2 separate regions of the Mus musculus genome follow, and region 2 is linked to region 1. A link is a contact called in public Micro-C data. All regions are on one chromosome and are shown on one strand. The core of a region is the stretch at or near the end of the contact, and the rest is flanking DNA. Distances in the headings are between cores, read along the strand shown.

Region 1 (3,734 bases), core at 496-2,995:
TAAATTACCTCTTTAAGTCCCAGATTCCTCATCTGAGAATAAACTATCCCATCCAAGATTGCCATGCACAGAGGTTGAGGTGTCATTGGAAGCATTTTGAACATGGAAAACTGCTGTATAATAGTACTGAGTGATGTTTAAGAACACAAAATATACTATACAAAAATATTAATATTAGAGCCTCACTTTTCAGCAACAAAAGCACACTTATTTAGCAAATTGAGGAAAATGAGCAAGCAGGCTAGAAAAGCAAAATTGTCTAGTAACTGGAAAACTCCACATCTAGTGTGGCACCTGTGCATATTTATAGATTATATGCTGGCATTTTCAAAAATACATTGCTTAAACTGATCCTTGAAATGACTGTATGTGCTGATATTTAGATCCTGAATGGTCCCTGTGATGACTATTCTTGGTTGTCAACTTGACTACATTTGAAATTAACTAAAACCCAAGTGACTGGGTACATCTGTGAGAGATTCTTTTCTTAATTAAATCACTTGAAGTGGGAAGGACAACTTTTCATAAAGATCTCTTTAGGTGGAAATATCCACTGCCAACCTTGGCCACATCTACTGGCAGTTGACATAAAGGACTTGGAAGGAGGATGCTTTCTCGTTTTATCTGCTTACTTTAGCTCTCACTGGTAAGCCCACTCTTTGACTGGCATTAGAGCTGGCTTCTTTAGGATTCTGCATATACTGAAGAGAGCTGAGACATGTAGTCTCAAAGACCGAGCAACTATAGGATTCTTGGACTTCCATTGCGTGACACCCATTTTTGACTAACTAGATCACACAGCTAGAGCAAGACGGACACAGAGAAAGTACAAAGGCACCAGGAAGTTAATGGAGCGAATTCCAGTGACCATGGAGACTAAAGGTTTAAAGAAAAGCCTGATGCTAAATGGAAAAAAAAAGAGTAGTAATCTCAAGACAAGACCCCACCCAGCTATGCTTGTAAAAGGGAATTAAAGGAAATTTTAAGAAGTGAAGGAAACCATCAACAACAGAAAGTTAATACAAATGTAATTGAAGGAGGGGGACAAAGTTCTAGTCCCACCAAGCAGAAGACTGTGACAATTTTAGCAGCATGGTTCTGGCTTTAGAGTCAATAAGGAAGTGATTGTGGAATCTCCCTCTGCAGCTATGAAAGCCACTGAGGCTAGATGTGTGGCAGAAGAGACACTCTCCTGCATGGAGGCCCAGAGAGGCTACTGGATGAAGCTGTGGAGATGAAGTCTGGGTTGTTTTAAGGATTCTAAGATGTTTATGATGACAGAGTCATAGGATACTGGCCAAGGAGAACTTTCAACTGGGTATGGAACCAAGCTATGCAAGAGAAGTGGGTTGTAGTCAACAAAGCTGAAAGAAGCCAGAGATCTGAATACTTTAATATCAGACATGGAGATGTAGAATTTAGAGTTTGCCCTGCTATGTTTTGTTTTTACTTTAACCTAGTGTTTCATCCCTTTTAGAGTTGTAGTGTGTATTCTGTTGACACTGTATGCTGAAAGTATATAATCTGGTTTTTATTTTTATTTTACAGGGCTTTACAGTTAAGAAATGGCCATGAACCTCAAAACTTTGAACTTTGGACTTTTAAACAGTGTTGAGACTTTCAAAGATTATAAGGAATTTTGTTGTTGGACTGCATGCATTTTTGTTTTATGATATGGCTTCAAGCCTATGAATGCTAGGGAGTGAAATATGGAAATTTGAGTGAGAATAGGCCACATAGGCTCACATATTTGAAGGCTTAGTCATCAGGGAGTAGCGCTATTTGAGAAGACCAGGAGGTATAGCCTTGTTGGAAAAGGTGTGGCCTTTTTTGGAGTTAATGTGGCCTTGTCAGAGGAAGTATGCCATTGAGGGTAGGCTTTAAGGTTTCTGCTTGCTGATTAGTAGTTCTTAGCTACTGCTCCAGTGCTACACAAGCCACCATGCCCCCTGGCATGATTGTAATGGACTAAATATCTGAAACTGTAAGCAAGCCCCCAGTTAAATGCTTTCTTTTATAAAAATTGCTTTGGTCATGATGTCTCTTCACAGCAGTAGAACATTGAATAAGATAGTCCCTAAAAACCTGTTTGTGGTTAGCAACTTAAACCACAGCCTGTGGTACTGTTGAATGATGTAACCTTCAAAAGAAAGAAGTTAGTCATTAGGACATGCTATTTAAGGGGCTACTAGGACCTGACTCATGTTTCTCTCTGTGTTCCCAGCAGCCATGATGAGAGAGAAGTCTCCCCTGCCAATCACTCTTAACACAAATGCTAAGCTGCCACTGGACCAAAGCCACTGGGCCCGGACACAGACTAAAAGCTTTGAAGTTGTGAACTCAAACAAACCTTTTTTATTTTAAGTAATTTTATCTCAGGTAAATAACAGAAATGCACATGCAATGTGCAAAATGCTTTCCTCACAGCATGTCCTGCCCAACAAGCTTATGTGTTGTGCAGTAATGGCATCTTACTTAAGCACAGTGAAGGCTTCATTTTTGTTGTCCCTTCAGAGTCAAAGAAGCATGGGTAGTCAGTGTTCAAAGATAAGTTAATGACTTAGTGGCACAGGCCCCAAGTTTAGCAACACCAGGGCACATACAGAAGTTAAAAGTCAAAGAATATTCAAAGTAACTCAATAAACAAGGTAAAATTGAGTCCTTCTACCTCCAAAGATTAGTGACATAATGTTGGGATGAAAAAATATAACATATTAGCTCTGTTTTTCCCCAACTGTTTATTTTAATAAAAAAAGAATTCATTGAACTACTTCAATAGTATTGTATATATTGTTGTATATATTAATCTTGATCTCTTAGGGCCTAAGACAGAAATTAATAGGAATGCTTAAGGTCACCTTAAGAGAAACTTTTCTTCAAAACAATAATGCCAAAATGTTTTGAAAAGTTTATTTACTTCATTTATACCCACAGTGAAACCTTCCACATTCTTTATTATGCCTTGGAATCTGCTTGGTTTAGACACTTGACTATTTTACCATATTTTATTATGAGCAAAAAGTCCTGTGATCTTTCCTCACTGGTTGCCTTTGTGGCTGGTTTGTTCTCATCTTCTTAGCTAATTCTCAATTACATGCAGGTCTCACGTCTGGATTTACATGGATTTCAGACTACCATCTTCTTCAAAGGGCAAGGATTTTAGCTAATCCAGAAAGACCTTATCCCACTGTATCCTAATACCGAGTATTTAGGGATGTTAAAGGCATTCTGTGTCTGACAAAGGCTGAGCAGAGAGAACAAGAGAGTCATCTGTTCCTTAGGACGTCTATCCCTTGGTCACATAGGGATAATCTTTATGCTGGACTTTTTCTGGCTAGAAAAAAATGCTAATCAATCTTGCTTTGGATTTTCATTTCTGAGTTTCTATTTCTGTTTTTTCTTCAGAAAAAAACAACAACAAACAAAAACAAAACAGATTAGGAAACGATGGGTCAGTGTATCCCAAGGGAACATTCTCAGGCTTGGAAATTTGCCAGCAGTGACATCTGACACAAGTGTTGAGAGAAATGTTCAATGGGAAGGTTCATCAGTTCTGCCCTTAATAGACGGGAACCAGAAAGGCTTTCAATTCTAACTGTATTTGTTATATTTCTCATTGCTATGATAGAGTACCTGACAAATGAAACTTAAGGAAATGGTTCAGTTCACGGTTTGAGGATACAGTCCATTGTGCTGGTGAAGGCATGGTTGCAGGAGTGTGAAGCAGCCAGCCA
Region 2 (4,179 bases), core at 432-2,931, 340 kb after region 1:
TGTTTCCATTTCAGTCGATGTGCTGTTAGATAACTACACTCTATCCTCTGAGAAGCTTGGATTGTTTCTCATCTGTTCATTATCTCAGACCCTCTATTCACACGGTGACTGATTATCATTGGGAGACAGGAAGTATGGCCCTTGGATATTCTAACACATAGAGAATGGGCCCATTGGAGAAAAAAAAAAACAACTCATAGTATATCAATAAACAGTTGTCCTTCATCGTCTACTGAGGCTCCAGGACATCTATAGTTATTTATACCCAAATAACTTTAGCCTTGCACAGGCCAGCACAGCATTTGCATATTGCTTATAATCCTTGATGCAATGTAAATGCAATGCAAACAATTGATACACTGTTTTGCTTAGAGAACAATGACATGTTCATTACAGATGCCATTTTATCAGCTGTTTATGACCAAACTTACAAGTGTGGAACCTGAGCATGCAGAGGGAAAGCTGTATTAACTGAGACTCCTCTTTGTTCCTTTGCAACGAAATCCTTAGAAACGTCAAGAATCATCTTCAGCTAGGGAGGTGGGAGGCCCTGGCTCAGATCTGGTGGCCTTGGTGTGTTCACTGGCATCAAGTACCTCAACTTTATTCTCACAACTAACCAAGTCGAGGTGGCTGTCATCTTCACATCACATGCAGCGACTCCAAAATGTTTCTTTTACTGTGGAAAATCCCCATGTCTTTCAGAGAACTCTTGAGACTCCATCATTGTGGGGTTGGGTTGAGGAATGTAGCATTCAGACACCAGCGAGCTGAGCTTTCTCTTGAGGTATTTTGTCAATAGCTCAGTCTCTCCCCTAGGAAGAATATGGAGAGCAGTGGATTACTTCTTTCTGGTGAACACTTCTGCTATTGCTTCCATCAACCGCATCCCTGCAGTGTTGCCACAGATTTCTGTGGTGTTCTGCTGTGTAAAAAACATTGCCTTCCTAAAGGCTGTGTCAAAAACAAAGGCTAGAGAAACAGAAACACAACAGGGGCAAAGTACTACTCCAAAGAAATACAACAACCCAGTGGTTCTGACCTGGAAGGCCTCTCACCCGCCCCTAGAATAGATACATTCACATCCTGCTTCGGGTAGAATGGAATCGATGACCACGGTCTGGAGAGTGACCATTGCCCTGTAGATAACAGCAGAGCGTTGACTAAGGTAAAAGCAGGAACACGTGTTTCAGAGCCCTGTGTATTGGTGCTTCGCATGTGGCCTCTTCTCACCACCCCCCTCTGTATCCGGGGCATTACTCTCATGAGTGATCTCATTCTATGTCACTTCCTCTATTCCTCACAGTGACAGGCAACTCATTCATCAGCAGTGTCAGGTGACAGTTTCATAATGAAAACAGCACAGCATCAACCTGATTGGAAGGAACAAGATTCCAGAACTCTCCAGTCTCTGATTAGTGTAGATGAAGAAAGTCCCCAGGATTAGGAGTGAGGAGGAAAGGCAAATGTTACCAAAGTGGCTCCCAAGATTCCAGCTTGGACCATAAAACCCAGTCTCTCGGTGCTGAGGAGTCTAGCACTCATTTTCTCAGAAATGTTTGCTGATGGTGATATTAAGGGAACAAGGAGTAAATTCTATATGCCACAATATTCACATTAGAGGCGCATCCTTGGGTAAAGCCATTAGGAGACCTCTGCTTTACGTTCTTTTTTCTTTCTTAGACAGGACTTCATGTGTCCCAGGCTGGTTTAAGTCTGACAGATAGCCCAGCATGGAAGCAGGAAGCCCTGTGTGACCCCACAGCTCCTACCCGCCGTCTCTAGGGAACAATAATACCCACTTCTCCCTCAAAATGTCACACCTTTAGAATGCCACAAGCTCTTCCTATACAGAAATTTAAGTCTTTTCCTATGTGGAAGTCCTGTATGCTAACAAAAAATTGAATTACATTTAAAATTTGGTTAGATTCTAGTCTTTTTTTTTTAAGATTTATTTTTTATTTTAAAGTGTGTGTGTATGCATGTGCAAGTTGTAGAAGTGTCAGGAACATATGGAGGCCAGAAGAAGACATCTAATCTCCTATAGCTTGAGGTCACAGGTAGGTATAAGCCACTCGTGTTTGTGTCCTCTACAAGAGCAGTACATACTCTTAATTATGGAGCTGTCTCTTAAATCCCTGTTTATTCTTATATTTTCCTTTTGTCTTATTTGTACGGTTGTTTTCCCTGTGTGTATGACTGTACACCATGTGCCTGGTGCCTGAGAAGGCCAGAGGAGGGCACCAGATCCCTAAAACTGTACATGGCTGTAAGATCCCATGTAGGTGCCAGGAACTGAACCAGGATCTCTTGTTGAGCAGCCACTGAACAGTCTCTCCATATCCCCAATTTGTGTTATTTGTTGAGTTGGATCTTTTTGTTTTAGCTAACGATATAGCCAAGGAGGAACTTGAATGTCTGATCCTGCCTCCACCTCCTTAATTCTAGAATTATAACTATGTACCACCTCATCTCTTTTACGCTGTGCAGTGGATAACACTCAGGGCCTTGTGCATGCCAGGCAAGCACGATACCCACTGAGATGCATCTTTTTTGTTTGTTTTTGGGGTGGGTGTTTTGTTTGTTGAGACAGGCTATTTATTACACCATAGCTTGGGATTTGCCTCAAACTCAAGGCATCTTGCCTCCAGCTCCTAAGTGCTGAGATTACAGCTGTGAGCCATCACACCTGGATTAGATACTTCCTTTTAGTTATGAGACATGGTCTATTTTCCATGGCTTTGGATAGCCACTTGATAATTTGTGACAATAGAGTTGGTCTCTAATAATAATAATACCTAGGATGAAGGGCACCAACATGGATGCAGTGCATACCTTTTGCAGCTTCATTTTCTGCTTCTTTATGAATGTGTGCATGCTTATTCATCCTCTTGGCCAGCCCACAAACATTGCTCTGTCATTTAGTAGCTTGTGACTGAGACAAGTGACTTAAAGTCCCTGTGCCTCCAATGGCCCCATCATCCACAAACAAGGATAGTGTGCCAGCATCCTTGTTGGTGGAATGGGAGAAAAAGAGTCCTTGCTTTCTGTAAACAATAAAGGAGTGAAAATGTGAAGTGTCCCAGACAGTGTCAGCATGAACGACCTACTCAGTGAGATTTGCTTGGGTTCTTTTTATTGTTATTAAAGGGTATCTCATCATAGAGCTTGTCTTGCACAAGAGAAATAGTAATGGCAACACACACATTTGTCAAATGTCTCCCTCCTCTCTGCATCTCTGTCACCTATAGTGATTATCTAAAAGACCAAGCCTTGTGGAGCGAGTGCAAAGAGCCCCGTGATGTGGTCCCCTGGAACCTCACCCTCTTCTCCATTCTGCTGGTCATCGGAGGGATCCAGATGGTTCTCTGTGCCATCCAGGTGATCAATGGCCTCCTGGGAACTCTCTGTGGAGACTGCCAGTGCTGTGGCTGCTGTGGGGTAAGTTAGGATTCCCCTGTTTCTTCTCAGAGCAAAGGAGGGCAAGTCAGGCCACCGTCTCCATGTGACGAGGGGTAGTGAGTATGGCTGCCTGGGAAAAAGCTAGCCACTCTGTGGTTCCTGCCAGCTCATACAAACAGCACATGTAGAGAACAATATTATTGCATGTGTAGTGACCACACTCCCTAACTCAGTCTCTCTCTCTCTCTCTCTCTCTCTCTCTCTCTCTCTCTCTCTCTCTCTCTCTCTCTCTCTCTCTCTCTCCCTCTCTCTCTCCCTCCCTCTCCCTCTCTCTCTCCCTCTGTCTTGCTCTTTCTCCTCCCTCTGTGTGTGTGTGTGTGTGTGTGTGTGTGTGTGTGTGTGTGTGTATGTGCATTCAACATTTACAAAAGGGCTTTGAGAAAGTGTTTGCCAGCTGGGCATGTTCCTTGTAAGCACATTACATCTGGCCTCAAACTCTCACTTTCTCCAGTGAAGAGGATCAATGTAGAACCTAAACAATTTCTGATACAGGAAGAGAAAAGGGGAAATTAGTCAAGAAGACTTTCTAAATTCCATGAAAAAATATCAATAACAAAATATAAAAAAATAAAAACAAATCTATAGATAATAAAGCAGTCAAATTATTTAAACATATAACCAAATTAGATGGAGCAATTGCATATCCCCACGCATTTATTATAAATATATTGAGACATGACTAAAATAGTAACATTCTTTTTACATTTCAAATAAGCA

The links. A called contact is a pair of places that touch in the nucleus more often than the background predicts.
Region 2: a contact with region 1 is called in a Micro-C map of the HL-1 cell line, with 2.6 times the contacts expected there. The contact joins two enhancer-like sites.

Annotation. Positions count from the first base shown.
Region 1 is chr3:57,091,641-57,095,374 of GRCm38.p6, forward strand. No RefSeq gene overlaps it. Among named protein-coding and RNA genes, the nearest start is that of Gm22269, 39 kb to the left of the region's middle. Within about 2 kb of position 1,746, at least 34 of the 459 cell types and tissues checked have an H3K27ac peak or open chromatin away from gene starts, as enhancers often do. A contact at or near this core is called in the HL-1 cell line, where this site is marked.
Region 2 is chr3:57,434,325-57,438,503 of GRCm38.p6, forward strand. It overlaps Tm4sf4 (transmembrane 4 superfamily member 4), which reads left to right. Exons shown (of 5, transcript NM_145539.2): 4 at 3,252-3,441. Among named protein-coding and RNA genes, the nearest start is that of Tm4sf4, 11 kb to the left of the region's middle. Within about 2 kb of position 1,682, at least 24 of the 459 cell types and tissues checked have an H3K27ac peak or open chromatin away from gene starts, as enhancers often do. A contact at or near this core is called in the HL-1 cell line, where this site is marked.